2 separate regions of the Rattus norvegicus genome follow, and region 1 is linked to region 2. Evidence: chromatin contacts called from public Hi-C data. All regions are on one chromosome and are shown on one strand. Each heading gives the region's core, a stretch centred on a gene start, on an enhancer-like site or on the middle of the called end of the contact. The rest is flanking DNA. Distances are from core to core; before and after follow the strand shown. Region 1 overlaps LOC120102202 (a long non-coding RNA gene). Region 2 holds the start of Il6 (interleukin 6).

Region 1 (3,873 bases), core at 1,227-3,726, 200 kb after region 2:
AAAGAATGTTTAGAATGCAGTACAGTGACTGAAAATTGAGGGCATTCCATGACTGTGAGTCAAGGGAGTCATGACCAGTACCTAGGAGGCTCCAGGGAGGTTGACTTGTCTTCTCTCTGTGTGTGTGGCTCTTGACCTACAGGTTATCAGTATTGGTCTGGAGTGGTTATGCTGGGTTTTTGAGAAGCAGAGATGATTTTGAATGTCTGGAAAGGGTCAGCAGGGTGGTAGTAATGTAATACTGGTGGGAATCCTGCGATGGTTATGTCTCATCAGGATTTAAATTCAAGGGTTTTGTGTAATGTTCATTCATTTGATAAAAATCTGAAAAGTTCCCATTCTCTTCCTAAAACCTTCCCTAGATATTTGGGATACTTAATAAATACGACAGAAAAAAAATATTCTTGTAATCATGGAGGTTGTGTTCTTTAGAGTGAGACAAGCAATAAAATAAGCAAAATAAATATATTACAAATTAAGTCAGATTCAGCATTCAGGAGGTGGAGACAGGAGAGTTTTGAGTTCAAGGCCAGCCTAGGCAACATACAAGATTCTGTCTCAAGAACAACAGTAACAAAAAATAAGTTAGAAGATGGCAGTATAAAGAGAACATGAGGCAGTAGCTGAACATGTGGATTGTAGCTGAAAGAGGTCAGACTAGCCAGGGCTGTTGCCTGAGCAGTACATGGAAGGCTGTGAGGACTTTACAATGCAGAGGACAGTAGTAATGGAGGTGCTGAAACAAGCTGATCATGAACATATTTCAAACTCCACAGATGTGCTGATTGGTGAGGTGGATGTCAGAGGAGGGGCATCCAGGCAGCTCAGTGGTCCATGGGCATCAACTAAGGATGGAGATGTGAGAGACTTCTTTGAGAGGGTTTAGATCTAGTAGGTTAAGGAAGCTGTTAGGTAAGACTCCCAACAATGGGAGTGAGGGTTGCCATGTCCAGCCATGATATAAGGGTTTTTAGCCAGTCTTCTTTTATCTTATTAGGGCATGTTCAGTGCTTCTTTTTGGTGAGAGGGAGGGAAGAGTTGATCTGGCATATAGGAGATGTGGGGGAAGGGACCAGGAGGAGTGGAGGGAGGGGAAGCTATGAACAGGATGTAATTTATAAGACAAGGATAAAAGTTTTAAAAAGAGGCTGTTAGACATTAAGGTAGAGAGGGAAAGTCAACTTAGAAATGTGGGCTGGTTTATAAAAGAGAAGTCTAGGCCAGGAATCCTTGAAACATGAGTGCTAGGGAAATTGCAAGAAAAGATGGTTTCTTAGTTAGGATTTCCGCTGTGAAGAGACACCATGACTAAGGCCACTCCTATAGGGAACAACATTTAATTGGGGCTGGCTTACAGTTTCTGAGGTTCAGTCCATTATCATCATGGCAGGAGGTATAACTGTGCAGGCAGACATGGTGCTGGAAGAACTGAGAGTTCTAAATCTTGATCCCAAGGCAACCAGGATGTCTTCCAGTGTCTCTGTTCCACACTGGGCAGAGTTTAAGCATAAGACCTCAAAACCCTCCCCCACAGTGAAGCACTTCCTCCAACAAGGCGGCAATGTCGAATAGTACAACTTCCCATTAGCCAAGTATATTCAAACCACCACAGATAAGGTGAGGCAGAGTAAAAAAGAAGGTTGAAGAGGCAGCAAAAGGGCCAGGAGCAGCTTCTGCAGAGGAGGAAAGTGGTAGAAATGTACATCAGTGAAGAGGCCTGGGGGCTCTTGCTTTTCCACCGGAACAGGAACACCCAAGTGAGAGTCGTGTCAGTTTTTCTCCAGTAGTCAGGAGTTAGGAATGGGAGTTAGACAGACAGTTTTAAGGGCCAGAAACTGCAGCAACTGCAGCTTCCATTGCTGCTTTTTTTTCCCCTCTGCCACTTGCTTTGACAATTTACATCAGAGAGTTTGAAAGAATGAAAGCTCTGAGCCCAGAGGTCACCAGAGGAGCAGTTAGTCATTAGCCCACTTCTTTACCTCCTGTCCACTTGATGTTTCTAGCCAGGTTAACAAAACAACCCTGACCTCCAAGCCTCCAGATGCACATCCATCTTCCTTGAACAAGCCCTTCCTCTAGTATAGACTGTATTGTTAATTTTCATTTTCCTAATTTTATAGAGACAAAGACATAAGGAGCCTTGTATTTTTGCAATTAAAACCCAAGTTGTCCTATATACACAAGCATCTTCACCTTGTTGTACCTCCAAAGTGTGTTCTTCAGCCCTGCAGTCACAGGAGCTGGCCCTCACAAAGAACTAACACTGCCCATTCTTAAAATGGACCTACCACTTTTTTTTTGGTCTCATTCTGGCTACTCTCCCTTCTTTGGAGTGGATCCCAGAAGAATCAGGTTTAGCTGCGTCATGGTGCAGAAATGAAACACAGAGAAAACAGAGTCTGTATTCTGTGCAGACACTGGCAGAAAACAGGAAATCATCTGAAGACTTCAGCCACTGGGTCTACAAGGTCAAGCCACAGTGAGCTGGGTGGGTGGGCGGAGCAAAGCTCTGAGTGTGAGCTCTGGAGTGCTGAGCCTGTGTGTGGAGAGGAAGCTGACAAGAGCTCCAGCCCATCGTCATCCAACATTCACAACATGACTCATTATTTTGCTTCTTCACGAGTTAATAAACAGATTGGAGAAACCAGACACAGCCTGAGAATGGGGTGTCTGGGAATGGATTGTACAGCACTGAAGGTACAGCACCAACTGTTGAGTCAGACTGGCTGGGCTTCAACCCTACGCCTGACCAATTTTTCTGTAAGGCCCTGCCTCACTGCCTGTAATCCAGACATTTCCTCCAAAGAGGACATGGTGGTATGCAGCTGTGAGGGTCCTTGATGAACTGTGGACAAGAGCTCATTCTGTAGTGGGCCAGTTCCAGATACTTCAGTCTGGACTCCACATACTGGAAGGTCATTATTGTGTTCGTTGTATGTGGGAAATGTGGTCTAAATGTGTTTCATACTGAGGCTGAAGGGAATAGTTACTTCTGCAGAAGATGGAGGTGACTGTATCACATTCAAGCAAATATTCACAAATCGTTACACTTTTCCCCTCATGCTGGGAAGTAGGTTCAGTTAGGGCTTCACTGAGACCTCAACCACTGGAGCTTGTGCTGTGTAATCCAGATACCAGTCATTCAGACTGTAAGGAATTTCTCTCTCTCTCTCTCTCTCTCTCTCTCTCTCTCTCTCTCTCTCTCTCTCTGTGTGTGTGTGTGTGTGTGTGTGTGTGTGTGTGTGTGTGTGTGTGTGTGTGTGTGTGTGTTGGGGTCATTGGGTCACTGTAATGAGAGAAGGAATTTCCCTCATAGACATACTCCAACAGTGAAAATTGAGGTGACTTCATTATCATCACTGAGCTGTAGAAGGCCACCTCAGGGAGGAGCACATTTAGGAAGAAGTTCCACAGTCTCTAGATTCTCTTATTAGTTATAAATGAACTCTCCCCCATTGTCCATGCCCCAGGAAAAATAGATTCAACTGTAGTCAGTCCCACTTGCTTCAGGGCCTACTGTGTCCCCTCAGACCTGGAACATCCCACTACTCTTAGCTACAGTGTTCCCACTCCAGTGTTCCCATCCCAGCTTCTTGGCTCTATCCTTCTGTCACCAAAGCCAATCCCTGCCCAGAGGGAGTAGGGGAGAGACCTGGGGCCCAGCTTCCTCCACTATGTAAGCCCTGCCTCAATCAGAGCTACCACTGAGGAAATGGGAAGGGCATTGTCTTCCCTTCCCAAGACCCAGGTTTTAGCACTGAATGGAGATTCCCCAGAAAGAGACAAAGTCTTAGTGTGATGACATCAAGCCCCAAATTCAGGCCTTGAAAGGAGATCATTAGAATGAGTAAGTACAACTAGGCAGGAAAATCG
Region 2 (4,139 bases), core at 168-2,667:
CAGCATAGAGTAGGAGCTTAGTAAAGGACAGAAATTGTGATGATATTTTGGGGCAAATAAATTTAAGTCAGAGAATATTCCATCTGGAAGGGTCTGTGCCATCATCTCTAACTCCATAATTAGAGTACTAAATAAATTGGGAATCTTCCCAAGATTAAAAAGTTGATTCTACACACCCAGACCTAGAGAATAGGCTATTAATCTTGACTGTGTTTTTTTTTTCTTTCTGTCAAGCGGAGTCAAAATACTTTGCATTTAAAGATGTGAGATATTTTAATCTAGGTAGGGTTGGTTGGTTGGTTGGTTGGTTGGTTGGTTGGTTTTGGGTTTTTTGTTTTCTTATTTTGTTTTGTTTTTGAGAAAGGATCTCCCAATGTAGTCCTGGGTATCCTGGAACTCAATATGTAGACTGAGCTTTCCTCTAACTCACAAAAATCTTCCTGCTTGTGCCTCCCAAGTGCTGGGAGGTATCCACCATTATGCCCAGCCTTATCTATTTTTTTTTATGTTAGTACTTTATTAGGCTCTATACAATATGCATCTTAGCTGGGCTGACCCTGGAGCATCCTGATTACACACACACACACACACACACACACACACAGCTTACTACATTCAGCCAAAAAGCACTTTCTGGTCCTTGTAGAGTTCAAAGGACAAATGAAGGCCAAGAGATCTTACTCTTTGATAAAGAAAAAGGAATCCCTACCCAAGAAACAACAACTAAATTGGAACTGAGAATGGTCCACTGTGAATTTTCTAGAAATGCAGTTCACATTCTGTATCTTCCAGACAGGGAAGGAACCACACACACACAACTCCCACCCAAAACCAGCAAAGAGAAGAGAGAGAGAGAATACAAGTCTAGTCTGATCTTTAGCTTCAAATCCAAAGGGCTCTAGAACCCAGCAGAGAATTCCCAATTCAGGAGCAAAGAGAATGAATGGATGCCCACATTGGGCCGTCATCACTTTCACAGCCTACCCACCTCTTTTCTCATTTCCAAGATCTCCCTGAGAACATATGTAATTAAGCCTCCGACTTGTGAAGTGGTATATACTGGTCTGTTGTGGGTGGTATCCTCTGTGAAGTCTCCTCTCCGGACTTGTGAAGTAGGGAAGGCAGTGGCTGTCAACAACATCAGTCCCAAGAAGGCAACTGGCTGGAAGTCTCCTGCGTGGAGGAAAGGGAAAGAAGCAAATGAGAAAATAGCCCAGCTGGGCGCCTGATGCTGGCTGCTGGCTGCTAGCCAACCCACTTGGCTGGCTCCCTGCCTCACACTCCTCTCACAGTCTCAATAGCTCCGCCAGAGGGCGAGAAACTGCCTTCACTTACTTGCGGAGAGAAACTTCATAGCTGTTCCTGAAGGGCAGATGGAGTTGACTTTCGTTCCTGGTGGGCTCGAGACAGAATGAGCTACAGACATCCCCAGTCTCATATTTATTGGGAGTCGACTCTCTACTTTTGAGACTCATGGGAAAATCCCACATTTGATAAAAATCTTTGTTGGAGGGTGGGGGTGGGGCCAGAGTGGGTGGGGCTGATTGGAAACCTTATTAAGATTGCACAATGTGACGTCATTTAGCATCCAAAGAATCACAGCTAGGAGGGGGAAAGTGTGTTTAAGTCATCCTTGAGGCTATCCTTAAGAAGCCTGATCACTCTTTTTCTTTCTTTAAAAGTGACTCAGCACTTGAGCACTTGATAGGGGGAAAAACTGAAATGCACAATGTTTTATAAGGAGAAAGTGAAGCTAAAGCTGATGTTATTTAAACACATGTGCGCACACACAAACACTCATGAATTAATAAGAGGCCAGGATTTACTCTTCTAATTTTTTCATGTCTGTGAGAATCTAAAGATGTTCTGACCTAAGTTTCTTCAGATCATACAAAGACACACACTCCCACTCCCACTCCACCCCCAGCACCTGACCTGGAGTCACACAGACAGTAGTGATGCCTGCTGCATATTGCTTGTTCTTCCTGCATGTTATCAGGACCAGCTGCTTCTAATGGTTTGTTCACCTCCAAATTTTGTGCAGTTGTTTCCAGGAGTTGCCAGGTGGGCTACTATGGAGTGAAGAACAGAAATATCTTCTGTCATCAAGCACTCCTGGTTTCCTCTCAAGTCCAAGTCCACTTTCTGATTTCTCCCTAGTGGTCTCTTGGCCATCTTACTAGTAAGACTTTTAGTTTCTGTAATAGAGTTGCCTTATTTGTTAGTGCTGATCCCACTGCTGCCAGAACATCCCCAAAACATTTCCAGGTCATGCAAGGAGACTTGAAGGTTTGTTGCAGTCCTTACGTTTATTCAGGGTTTACAGCAAAGAAGGACCTCGTTGTATCGTAGCTAGATGTTTGAAGCTCCCTTTAACTGGGTGACAGGATTTGAATCTAAAGGTGGCATGTCTCACTCAGAATGACCCTTCTAATGTCCGAGACTTCTAGGCTGGGTCAAGCTTAAACAGACTTCTTCCCTTTGTTCAATTTATTTTACAGATTAGTCCCTGGTTTTCTGTCCACCTGTCTCCAGATACCTAGATAGCACTCAAAATGATTACAGGCTGAAAGTAGGCTCTGTATATAAACCCAAAACTATTTACAAATCAGACTCTTAGCATCGAAATCAGTTTCTTCACTTTGCAGATTGCCTTAAGACTCTGAAAGCAATGACTGTTGCTGGGACAGTTAAAATATGGGTGGACTCTTGTTTGTGTACATAAACGAGAAACTGCCTATTGAAGAAGTGAGGTTTCCCATTCTTTCACTGTGTGAGGCACTAGTCCTCACATAGGTTCTAGGGGATTGTAGTTGAAAATGGAAATGGGGGAGAGAAAGCAGGATGGTTTTACTTTTAGTGCCCTTGGACCTTAAAATGGCAGCTGAAATAGCCTGGAACTCAGTATGTCTCTACTTCCCCTACTCCCTGCCATGTGTTCTCTCAGGTCTCTAAGGTATAGAGTTTCTTTTCTCCACTTAACAATTTTTAAATGACTCAATAAGCTTGACTGTTAGACTAACTACAACATTCAAATTTCTGTTTTCAATTTTTAAAAAAATGCTCTTTAAGTAGGAGCCATGCATCCATGATAAAATGTTCAAACAAGACAACAGAGGAAAGTAATGGTCCTACAAGTGGTGCCTAAACCCCAGTAGTTTCGGTGGAACTCTTGTCAGCTTCATCTGGAAGAGGTTTTCTCAGCTCATATATTTATACATATACATTTCACACATATATGTGTGTAAAATGCATGTTTATACATAGAGATACACACTGTATGTTAATGGTCTGGATGATGTCTATATCGCTTTTCATGGAGGTGGGGGGTGGGGGCAGGGTACATGTGGAGACGATAGCCTTTTGAGTAATAATTTGGGTTAGAAGTCCAATGCCACCATTTGCTAGCTGTTTATTAGTGGCTAAATTAGCCCAAGATCTGTGTTCTTGTTTATTTACTCTTTAACAGGAAAATAATACTAGGTCATCATACAGAGCTGCCGTAAAGATAACTAAGAAAGAGTAAGCACCAACTCTACTATTTTTAAGAGCTGGAACTTCTCCCTCAGGGAGCTTTTCTGGCATAACTATCAGTTCACCTGGGACCTTGCTTGTGAAGTTACTATGGAGAACAACCAGCTTACTGTACCAAGGATGAAGTTAGTCTCTGAACCATTTTATCCCTAAAGAAATGAGATTGGTGGTGCTATTGAAAATTCATTATGAGGAGCTGAACAGATGACTTGGACGTTAAGGTCATCTATTGCTCTTTCAAGAGGATGTGGGTTCAGTTTCTACATCGTGGTTCTAAATCATCTGTAACTCTTGTTCCTGGGTATCTGATGCCCTCTTATAGCCTCAGTTGGCACTGAATATACGTGACGCACATTCACACACGCAGACAAAGCCATACTCAAACTAGGTCCCTTACTCACTAATTAGCCAGCTGTGCTTTACTCCTAGACTTTTCCCAAAGTATTCTGCTAAGTTTTTTTTATAGGAGAATTAACAGTCTATACATATCATCATCCTTCAAGTTTCTGAGCATAATTCTCAAGCATAAATGGCCTTGACAACCCCAGAGCTTAAGTTTCTAGTATTCAAGGTTTGGAAGGCAGGGTGATTCTGTCTTGTTCCTT

The links. A called contact is a pair of places that touch in the nucleus more often than the background predicts.
Region 1: a contact with region 2 is called in a Hi-C map of the A7r5 cell line, with 5 times the contacts expected there. The contact joins the enhancer-like site here to the promoter of Il6 in region 2. A contact is called at or near these places in 4 of 12 Hi-C or Micro-C datasets (the A7r5 cell line, the Rat2 cell line, kidney and 1 more).

The regions. Positions count from the first base shown.
Region 1 is chr4:6,096,150-6,100,022 of GRCr8, forward strand. The region is part of intron 1 of LOC120102202 (a long non-coding RNA gene); the gene reads left to right. It also overlaps a transcript of Dnajb6 not described here. Among named protein-coding and RNA genes, the nearest start is that of Dnajb6, 130 kb to the right of the region's middle. Within about 2 kb of position 2,477, at least 55 of the 93 cell types and tissues checked have an H3K27ac peak or open chromatin away from gene starts, as enhancers often do. A contact at or near this core is called in the A7r5 cell line, where this site is marked.
Region 2 is chr4:5,893,158-5,897,296 of GRCr8, forward strand. It overlaps Il6 (interleukin 6), which reads right to left and starts at 1,418. Exons shown (of 5, transcript NM_012589.2): 1 at 1,336-1,418; 2 at 989-1,173. The coding sequence starts at 1,354.